Linked DNA regions of Anser cygnoides: region 2 is linked to region 1. Evidence: chromatin contacts called from public Hi-C data. All regions are on one chromosome and are shown on one strand. Each heading gives the region's core, a stretch centred on a gene start, on an enhancer-like site or on the middle of the called end of the contact. The rest is flanking DNA. Distances are from core to core; before and after follow the strand shown. Region 1 has its middle 270 kb from the start of ADGRA3. Region 2 overlaps PPARGC1A (PPARG coactivator 1 alpha).

The links. A called contact is a pair of places that touch in the nucleus more often than the background predicts.
Region 2: a contact with region 1 is called in a Hi-C map of liver, with 1.8 times the contacts expected there. The contact joins two enhancer-like sites. A contact is called at or near these places in 2 of 7 Hi-C or Micro-C datasets (both in liver).

What each region holds. Positions count from the first base shown.
Region 1 is chr4:18,569,829-18,575,406 of Taihu_goose_T2T_genome, reverse strand. No RefSeq gene overlaps it. Among named protein-coding and RNA genes, the nearest start is that of ADGRA3, 270 kb to the right of the region's middle. Within about 2 kb of position 2,821, at least 2 of the 3 cell types and tissues checked have open chromatin away from gene starts, as enhancers often do. A contact at or near this core is called in liver, where this site is marked.
Region 2 is chr4:18,714,528-18,720,105 of Taihu_goose_T2T_genome, reverse strand. The region is part of intron 1 of PPARGC1A (PPARG coactivator 1 alpha); the gene reads left to right. Among named protein-coding and RNA genes, the nearest start is that of PPARGC1A, 270 kb to the left of the region's middle. Within about 2 kb of position 2,700, at least 2 of the 3 cell types and tissues checked have open chromatin away from gene starts, as enhancers often do. A contact at or near this core is called in liver, where this site is marked.

The DNA.
Region 1 (5,578 bases), core at 1,572-4,071:
GCATTATACATAATAAGGCTTTCTTTCCTCGTAATGGTGTTCGAGAATAAATAGTCTTAAGTGCTTAGATGCTACAATAATAGAAACCCACTGTGTTATTTCAGAAGGAATAAATGGACCGACGTGTCCATATATGAAGGAGTGAGAGAAGAAACCTTCAGAGATACAAAGGAACTAAACGTGTGAAATGTGGTCTTGAAATAAAATATTTCTACCCTCCCCCATCTTTTTACAGGGTTTTTCCACTCAGATAATGTAGATGCTTAAGGTACAATTATAACATCTTTAGAAGATTGTTAGATTATATGAAAGAGGAAATAGTAATATACGTACAGAGAGATACTGAGAAAGAGGGTATATGGTTTGAGTCAGAAATCCTCTGATCTCAAAAGAAGCAGATGATGCAGATAAAACACAGGCTTCACTGGCACAGCTAGCAGGGAACTTTTATGTGTACATAAACCAATTATAAAAGGTGTTTGATTTTGCATTAAAGGAGCCAATTAGTTCCTTTTTTGACTAAAAATATATATTTCTACTTTTTATATTTTCAGCAGACAACAAACCAAAATGAAGCCTGGTAGAAGTCATTGACTCGAAAAAGCTTTTAAAGCATTTTAGTGCAGTAATTCTGATGTGAAAAGTCCCCCCACATTGAGACCATTTTCCCATGTAGAGGGTTTCAAAAAAAAAAATTGACAAAGACGGTAGCTTCAGAAAGTTCCCTTGGTTCTGGGGTAGAATTGGACATTAAAAGGCAGACTGGAGCAACTGTTTGCTGGGCAGCCTACATGAATGACATGTTGGCTGTAGCTGTGGTGAACCTTTGCTGTGGGGTTATCCCATGCAGGGTTGTTTGTTGGTTTTGCAAGCATATTTCCCTTGAAAACAGGAAGAGGTCAAGAAATGCCAGCAACAAGTAACTGACCATGACACAGAACAAAGAGCACTGGGTCTGTGATACACTGGAGAGTGCTGGAGTCTCTGTTTGTTTTTCACTGTTGTAATTGCACTGTTGTATTACACAACATATTTAGCTTTTGGTCTCGTGTGGGAGCAGCTTTCAGGAAGGTTTCTGCAGCATAATAGCTTCTCATGAGGAATGATTTCAAAGGGCAACTATAGGATATAGATATAAGAGAGCTGCTGATCTTAACATGTTTTCCTAGTGATTGTTTCTGAATAACCATGTTTTAAAGTACTAACATTCATTTATTATAGAGCATTTATGTAGAGGAAAACACTGCAATCTATCTAATACTCCTCCATTTTTTGTAACCTCTCAAAAATCATTGCTGTTATTTCCAGACATTATTTAAATATTTTAAATAAAAAATATTGTTGATAAAACACAATGGTTGAAACAGGACTAAATTGATTAATGGATATGTAGATATCTGGCATATAAAAAGTCTTGGAGGCTGTTTTATGAGATCTGAGGATCAAGGTTGTTGTCCTGGCACAGAATGAAAGGTGTCTTGTCACAGATATGTTTGGCAGCCTTTTAAGGATTTGAGAATGCTTCATTCATATTCACAAGAGCATGGAAGTAGGTCAGTCACCACAATGTGTCATGCTCATGGAATACACCAGCAACACCACGACTTTTAACCTTTCAGTCGTTGTGAATCTACCCACATATAGAAGTGGACAAATGGAGAAGTCCCAAAGTTCACTTCAATTTCCAATACCAATCAATGCCGACTCTGTTTTAAGATTTGAATGAAGGTTAGCACTAAGATTTCAAGCCTCTTGCAAATATCTTCAACAGGTTTTGATAAAGCTTCTCTGATTCTTTGGTAATGCACTTTGAACCATTGTATGTAATTATTTTCTTGGGCAACTTCCAGAAATCAAAAGACCATAGGATACATTCTGATTGGCCTTGATTATTACCAAGGGAAAACCTCATTTATTCTGAACATATAGCTTTCTTATACTTTCATGGTGTAGTCTTCGAAGGGGAGATGACACAAGCAATGCTCTGGTTTGTAACATAGGCCATGCCTTTTTCACGCTAAACATAACCTGCTAAATTGAACACACCTCTTGAAAGTATCCATTCAAGAATTTTTATGTATGCTGTTAATGTGAACAACCTTCATAGTTTGTTACTCAGCTGCTTTTAAGAATTTCAGGTAGAAAGAGTACTGAATAAATAAATAAATAAATATGTGGGCAGTAAATTCAGAAGACTTTCACTGTAGATCGTGCTGTAAAAGGATATTTCAAAAATCATGTTCTCTAGAAATGCTTAAGTAAAATACGCCTTTATTGTTGGCAAACAGTACTGCAGATAGATGCTTTACTAGCATTTGGCATTTCTCCATTTCCTCTCTCTTCTTTCCTTTTTTCACAAGGCCGATTCTTTAATTTAAAAGTTAAAAAAAAAAAAGGTATCTTGTAGAAACAGAAAAGATTAATTTGTTTAGATAGACAACAAGGAAATTATCTCCCAAGAAACAGTGTCTGTTGAAGAGCATATTAAGAAACTGAACTCTTCCAAAAGCAGGAAAGTCTCCAAGTTCTTGATAAATGTTTAAGGTTTTTTCCTTTGCATGAGAACAAGAAGTCAGTTCTGAGCCATCCAGCACCTGTATTACTCTGAACATACAGACTTTTCTTTCTACTAATAGTAAGCAGAAGAAAGCTATACAAAAACCAATTTAGACTTTAGGAGGTTGTTGGGTAGATGCCTGAGCTAAGGAGGTCTTTTGCTTTTGCAAACCATGCCTCTCTGCGACAGATGACACTGAAGAGACAACACTGTAACCAGAAACATTTTTGCCACCAGTCAGAAGCAAGGGGAGGCTTTTCTGCTGCTGTGAAATCACGAATTTCAGTTGCTGAGATTACGATCTGTGGGACGCACTAAGTGGGATGTAAACCATAATGCTGATGTTAGCTGGCTTCCCAGCTGAAGTGCCTTATGCAGCAGCTAATCACCTGCTTCTGAGAAGAGAGGAGATATGAGGAGAGTTTGTTTTTCCTATAAATTGATCTCTGATCCTTTCATCCCTCAGTATAGCCATACTTGTTTAGTCTACTGAGGCCTCTCAGGGGTAACACATAATGAAGTACAATTGTGCAAGGGTGTTCATAGCCACAGCAGTGCTGTTAGCTGTGCTCTTTAATGGATTTGGATAAAACCTCGCTCAGCAAATAGCATGCTGAAAACAAATATCCTCTTTGTTGTCTTAGGATATACTGTCCCCATTACTGTACTGCATTTGTTTTCAAAACAGACCCGGACACGGTAGCATTTTGGTCTTTGAACTTTGAGCTGCCCAGTTGTCAGGTACCGACGCTTCAGTGTGAACCTTAGCACAGAAATGAATCACTGGCTTTGAAATACGAGGAGAACGTGTGCTGTCCTGGTGGGCGAACCATGTGGTAGCTTTCTTATTTCTTTGTAATTTTACTAAAATCAGAGCTTGCATGGAGAAGTGAATTAAGGAAATACCCAGCTGAATGCAGTCTGTTTGAGCTGATCCATGCTGTGCAGCCAACCAAGAGGGGGCAGAAATACAGCCTTAGACCAGCAAAGGTGGTGAGTCCAAAAGCTCAAGGGGTGACCAAAGCACCCAGCACGTTCTCGGACAGTTTATAAAGGTGGCAAAAATCATTAAATCCATTCCACTGCTGCTCACCAGATGTCACTGCAGAAATGAATTAATTGCACACAGGGAGCCAAACTGTGTTTCCATTTCTGACACAGAGGTGGACCTTGACTTGGACTCTGCAAGAGGACAGTGCAGATCATCACCTTTTGTGACCCCATCTTTGGGCATTAGGGCTTTTACACCACGGACCATAACCAAAAAGGTGACTAATCTCTCATTGAAATCAACCACAAATGTGGAATTCGAAGTTTGCCTGATGTGCATGTGGGGAAAAATCAGCCTGATTTACCTCGCTGTCCTGCCTAGAAGAGGGAATGGGCAGGACATTGGTTTTGACTCTCTGTTTGCTGGCTGAAGCAGCAGTGCTGGGGTTTAGAAATTGCTTACTCCTAAAATCCTGGAGGAGGAAGGAATGGCGGTTCAGCCTGTAAGCCTCACTGCTCCCCAGGCCTCCTGTGGGACAGCACAGGTCAGGCAGCATCCTTCCCTCTGTGCCTGAGGTCACAGACTCACTACCTGCCATGTCCTGGAAACTCTTGCCCAGAATGTTTGCTCCCCTCCTTGGCAAACATATTCAGCAATGGGGTAGCAGGAGGGCATGTTCATTCAACAGGCGTGCCTTTGGAGTACCAGGTCACAGGCTGAAAATGCATGAAGGTGTAAATAAGAGGTCTGATGTTTTACCAAATTTCAGAGTGTAAAACTCATGCTGGAACAACTGAAATGTAAGGCTGAAGTGAAAGCACACAAGCCTGTAAAATTCTTATGGCTTTAATACCAACGCGTTTGTTGGAGTAGTTATTCACTGTAGATATGGTTAGTGGTATGCAGGCAGCAGATTTTTAGTTCTGTGGCATTTTGCTGACTTTACAGTAAAATGGTCTTCCTTTCTCAGATTTTAATGTGCTATGTCAGGAGTAAATTATATAATGGATGCCTGGGACTTTCTGTCTTGTGGTCTGACTCTATAACAGATTTCACCCTTCTTTTCCTCAGAGAGGGTAATTAATGGAGTGCACTATGATTTCCATATTCGATAATCTTCAGAGAACTTTAGTTGTTTAGCCTTGTGAATCATTTGGCTTTAAAAGAGACTATGTTGAGACTATATTGTGCAAAGTACAAGCAATATTTATGATTTTTATTTTATTTATTTATTTTCCTGCAGAGGACCTCTTTAAAGTATTCAGGTTTCTGTTTCTTATTGAGGTAAAGATTTGTATATATTTTCACTATTTACCTAGTTCTATAAAGCTGTGTATAGGCCTTTGCATTCAGAAGTGGTTTAACAGTTAATTGGTTTCAATGAACTAAGAACCTTTCCCATAGGCAAGAGTTGTAGGATCAGGTTAGTTAACAATGTAGTTAATTTACTTTTAAGTAGTGTATGCCTCAGCTTCATGGATCAGGTTAGTAGAGAGACAGGTGTCTGTAAAGCAAAGACCTTATTATCACGCAGAAGAAAATCTGATGATCCTGATCTTGGCAAACTGGATTAACTCACACTAGTCCTGAAATGGTTTTTTTTTGTTGTTGTTTGTTTTTTGTTCCCCCCCCCCCCCTTTTTCACCTGAAAGACAACATGGAGAATAGATGAATAGATCCAAGAAAAGGGGGAACATGAAAAAGAGAGATGAGTATTCTCTGTGGCTTTATTGTCTTTGTTCATCTGCAGTAGTAAAAGTTGCCTAACTGAGTATGTGGTAAAATAATCATTTGTCAAAGAGGTAAACTTACTGTACACCAATGTTCTGCATTTAAAAGATCCCTAGTGTGCTATGAACTATATAGTGTTCATAAAAATTCGTACTCAAGAGTCAAATATTCTTCCTTCTTCAATTACTGCAGTTTTCCACTGTCTCTAAGGGTGGGTTATTAAACACTCAGTGTCAAGACACACTACATCGTACTTTGTATGATGTATGATAAATTCATTAGGCCATATTTTTTTTTGA
Region 2 (5,578 bases), core at 1,451-3,950, 140 kb before region 1:
CAGCATTAGTGTGAATGCGTATCTTGCTAGAGCTAGTTTTACAACTTTTCCAGAGACGTTTACAAATCTTACGGGGAGGAGGGGGTGGGTGGGATCTGGTTGTTGATAAAGCAGCTGGTGACTGAAGGAGAAAGGAGAGAAATCAGAAAATCGTCCCTTTTCTGGCACGTCTCAGAGCCTTTCCATCACCCAGTGCCTGCATTTACAGCGTGAGAAGGAAGAGTGGTCTCCAAGGACTGTTTGCTTTTTGAGTACCCAAGATGCTATGTTAAGCACTTACTGCAAGTTGGCTTAGAGGAATGTCTTCCAAAAGCATTTATTTGGAAAGGGAAAAACAGCTCATGAAGGCAAGTGAACTTCAGATGCCTGACACACCTTTTGGTCCCAGATTTTAAAACAGTGTGCTTTAGCAAGGTGCGCTGCAGTAGAGCTCGACTCTGACGCGGAGGATCTGGGGCAAATGCCACTACTGGCTGAGCCAGCACCAGCCTCATAAACTTCCCTTTGATCCAGCCATTAAAGGAAAGAACATTACTTGGCATATTTCTTGGTTACACGTATTGCATTCTTTGGTCCCATTAAATAATAATGAATAATAAATGGCATAGTTTGGAACAAAATTCTGCACAGCTCAGTAAGAGAAGAGGGCTAACATCATACCTTCAGCAACTCATAGAGGAAGATGTGAGTGCATTCTAGAGCCCTGTCTAGGGCTAGAGGTCTTAAAAAAGCAGGGAGTGGTTTCCATCCATCTAACTGTTACATAATGCCGGTTTTGACAAGGGTCAGTAGAAGAGAAAATACTCTCATACTGCAGTTAGGTAGGAAAATAGGGTGCTGGATGCTGAGATGACACTAGGTAGTCTTCCCACCATATCCAAGTTATATACTAGAGGTAATTCTTCACAAGAACAATGCAGGAACGTAGGCTATCCAATTTTATGAACCAAATTTATGCTCCAAGATTTATCCCACTTAAATTAAGGACTCAAGAACATAGTTGTTTTCGTTTCCCTATGCAGTACAGGGAAGGATACGGATCCTTCCATAGAGTGATTCAAGTTTTAATTGAGCCAAGAGGCATTTATTTACATCCACTGTCTGCAGGCAACCCAGCTTCTTTATGTCAGTCTTGGTGTGTTCACTCCTTTCCTCTCTGAGTTTAGTGCGATACCCAGAGCAGGTATTAATATAATACCCAAGAGACCTGCAAGTGCCGGAGAAGGAACATCTTTGTGAGAAACAGATTATCGTTCTTGGCACACCAGAGCCTGAGCCATCCCCTGAAGGCGGCAGGAGCCTCTCCAGCGTCTTCAGGCCAGCTCTGGGTGAGCAGGCTGGGCAGCCGGTCCCAGCTGGCCGGCGGCAGACGAGCACCAAACACTTGCCCCTTCTCTCCCTTCCGCTGTGAATGCCCTAGCTGCACCCAGCTTGTCTGACCCTGTCCTTTTTGGCTTAACGGGGGGCTAATACAGGGACGTGTTCGGTGCAGAATGGCAGTTCGACATTGCAGAGATGAACGTTAGCTGGGCACGTAACGAGACTCAAAATCCAAATCTCTTCCTGAGGGTGCAAAATGTGCTGTTTTAGAAGGTAGACGTGGAGTGTGCTGCAGTTCATAAGGACAGAAGTAATTCAGGAGTAAAAAGCTAAATATTTTTTGTCATTGTTTTTTCCATTTTCTTTTAAATTCTTTCTAATGCTGTCTTTCTCTTTTGTATTTTTTTTTGCCTTGATTTGCTTGTTTTACTTTTTTCCCTTTAACCCCCTTCCTTCACACAGCAGTCCCTTTCTACATTTCCTTTTCCTCTCCCTGCCCTCTGCCCAAGCTGATACCCTGCAATACCTTGCACAGCTCTCCTTGTTCCTTGGCGGTCCCGCTGTCCCCCTCGCGGTCTTGTCCTGCTGCAGCTCAGGAAGGATGCATCCCTGTCAAGAAGGATGCCTTCACATCTACTGGAGCTCTGCAACAGATTTCCCTTCACCTCATGTTTGAGCAGGACATTTTTACCATTTTCCCAGTTAGTTCATGGCCAGTTGCTGGGCTTTGTTTGGTGTTATTAATTATTTGGGGTTTTTTGTTTGTTTTTTAACATCCTGCCACCCCAGGGCACCACTGCGTGTGAAACTTTGCACCCACAAATTAAGCAGACCGGTCCCTTGTCTAAAAAATCGCAGTCTGAAACAGCAGAGGGCTGTTCCACGAGGTTGTGTTGGCTCCCCCTCAGCCGGCCTGGCCTCTGGGCACAGCAGACGAAGGAGATGGATCCCTGTCTCTGGAAATGGCTATAAGGCACTTCGTGAGAGGGTTCAGAGATCTGTGGTTGGAGCTCTTGTTTTTTCTTATGCTTTCACTCTTTTGCTGTCTTTCAGTGCACATACCAACCATCTCTGTCTCCTTTTTTTTAAGTTTTGATTTCACACACCCGTTTCTCTGTTTCCCTTTTAATCATCCCTCCTTTTGACCCCGTGCTTTCTCTCCGGCCCAGTGTTTGCTCTCGCTGCTGAAAGGCTTTGCAGTCCTTGTGCTCGGCCCCGGTTTCATGCCCCTCAGGGTGCCCCACGGCCAGCGGCCTCTTCGCCCCTCGCCCCTCTCCTCACTCGCCGGCCTTGCCCGGCCTAACTCCCACATGCCCACCGAGCAGGGCCTGGCAGCAAATGCTGAACAAAAATCAAGAGTCACCCCGAATGCCCCCGCCAGCAGAAGTGTTTCCTTCACCCCAGGGGCTGGCTGGTGTTAAAAAAAAAACCCGAGGGGACCCCTGGCAGCTCCAGGCAAGCGCCCCGTAACAGCCGCACGCGCTGTCCCGGGGTAAAGCTATCTAAGCCAAAGTTCAGGTGAAGGGCAGCGGCGTAGCCAGAAAGTCATGTGGCTCTCATGTTGGTTAGTATGTCACTTTGAACAGCTCTTATCTGATATTATTATGACTAACCCAGTGCTGACAGCATGGAACAGATTACAGGAGCCATGTGATGATTATTTAAGGCATCACTGGGTATAACGTGCGTCTGACATTAACCCCTTCGGCCCGGGCTGACTGGGTTTGTAAATGACGCCCGCGGAAGGTGCCCTGCTGAGGGCTGAGCTTACCTTGCTTTCCACGTTTCAGACAAGACTATTTTTTTAATCATTCAGCTGTTTTAACGTGGCCCTACAGGTCAGAGCAGATTTGTGGGCTGTGACTGCTCTTTTATTCTCTTAGATTTCCTTTCTCCTTTTCTTTTTAAAAAAAGTATTAAAGTATCAGTGGTGACAGCTGCACATATTTTGTATTTCTTGTGGCAGCACGTGCCAATAAAATTCAGAAGCCTTTTTGTTTTGTTATGGTTGATCTTTAAAGTTATTGAGAGCGGCACTGAAGTCATAGCTGGCAAAATAGACTTCACTGTTCTGCATAAATGTCAGAAGCGAGAAGGCGATACTTTCCAAGAGGTAACGATTTACACATTGAACAGGAATGCAAGGCGAGCACACATATTGTACCCTTTAAACAGGCTGACACCTGCACAGGGCATTTCAAGAAACAGTGCCGAAAACGCGGCGTTATGTAAAGCGCGATAGCGGCGGTGGCTGTTGGACTGTTCTGGCAGGTGTGTGAAACGCAGCGCGCCGCGGCGGCGGCCCGAGCAGCCGGCGCATGGTGGTGGTATCTGCCCGTGGGGTATCCGTCAGGTAACTTCAGAGGTGTGAGGAATTTAAGCTCCGCTCCTGGAAACGCGTCACATGAGTAACTTTACTCGTGTGAGTAATCCTGCTCGCCGCTCCCGGGGCCGCTGGCAAAAGGCGCCCGGGGCTCACGTTACCCCCGGCACCACCGCAGCTAAAGGTGAAGTGCCTGCAGGATAAGGGCCGGCTCGCTTCCCCAAAGCACGTGTGGCCGCGTGGGGAGGTGTGTGCGTAGGGTGTCTGGCAGGAACAGGCCACGCAGGGTGAATAAACTGGCATACCTTTAGTCTCGCCTGTGCCGGGCGGTTTGAAGCATCCCCTCCCCTCGGCTGAGTGTGTCTGCAGCGTGATTTCATCTCCTGACAGCACCCGGACCGGCTGGGTCTGAGGCTAAACATGAGGGATTTTGTGTCGGGAGGGAGGGGGAAGAGCCTGCAAGAAGCACTGGAGGCCTTGAGAAAGTTTAGGCACTCGGATCAGCTTTCCTGTGTGCAACTGGGAAATGCTGGAGTGTGAAATCAGCATTATCAGGCGTGTTAAAGCCTTTCCCTGGGTGGCTGAAGCCGGTGGATGTTGTGCCACTGGTGTGTTGGGAAGTGGAAAAAAGCCCAAAAGAAAGATGTTGTATGATGGAGAATTCCTGCCCCTTCTCTGACCCTTTCTGTGCTACTGTATTTCTCTTCCTCTTATGGCTGCAAAGCCCCAGTCTCAATTAAAAAAAAAAAAAGCAAAAAAGCAAAGAAAGAAAGCAAGAAAGCAAGAAAAAAGAAAAGGGAGAAAGGTTGAGAAAGGAAGTCTGGAGCAGGAAACCTGCAGTTAATATATTAACTCCTCCCTCCATTTTAAACTCCTGGCCAACCCTATCTGCAATCAGAAGGATTAAGGACTACAAAATATGGTTGAGACTAATTACAAGCGAGACTCAAAAGGCCCGGAAGGTTTTGGAAAGGGGCTCAAAAATCCCTCAGAAGGGGCCTTAGCACTCTTTGTTCAAATTATTAAAAAAAAAAAAAAAAAAAAAAGGAACAATAGAGAAACAAAAAAAAAAAGAAACCTTGGTTCTACAATAGCAACAGCATGCGTGCAAGTGAGTGTCTTGGAAAAAAGCAGCCTTGTGAGATCGGTATCACTTCCTGGGGGGAAGGCTGTGAGACTGCAAGGATGTCCCTGCTGAGGTGGGACTTCAATTCCCCTTCCAGCAAAGCTGCAAAAGGCAAAACCACAGGGGTAGGAAAGGAGAAGTGCTAGTCCAACTGCATAATAGTAGTAGTAATAGTAATTGTAGTGATTCATTGTGAGTTTTGGTGGGCACTTGAGCTCGGTTCTCAATGCTCTCAGTAACTGTAGTCAATTCATCCCGCATATGTGTATCATCGCTGCTCCATCTGTAAAACATGAATGATACATTGCTAATGTGCAGATCTGTGATGAGCTTAGATCATTAATATTTTGCATTGCTTGGAGATCCTTGATTAGAAAGTGCACAGAAGGCTAAAACATTACTTTCTTCTTTTCTTGAGCTGAATTACTCATGTTCTGAAAAACCTATTTTCTGCAGAGGGTTTATGAAATGTTTGTCCTAATGCTCATTTATCGTGAGTGGCACTGATGGAATGTGTTCTGGTGTGAAGCAGATGTATCTGTTTAATAGTTTACTTTGATGGCTCCTTTAAGAGGTTTCATAATCTTTATATTTCACCATTGAGTTTGGAGTTTTATGCTCCTTTAACAGGTGTATTACCTTGATCAGATGTTTTCATTTTAAACTATTGACTTATGAGCACATGGCCTGCAGGGATTGATGTGCAGCAAATTGATTCTTTTTTAAAGATTTATTCTGATATTCTCTTTTTATTTAGTGTAGGAGTTCACTAGAAAACATAAATGCTTGATAATCGTTAGTAAAAGTGA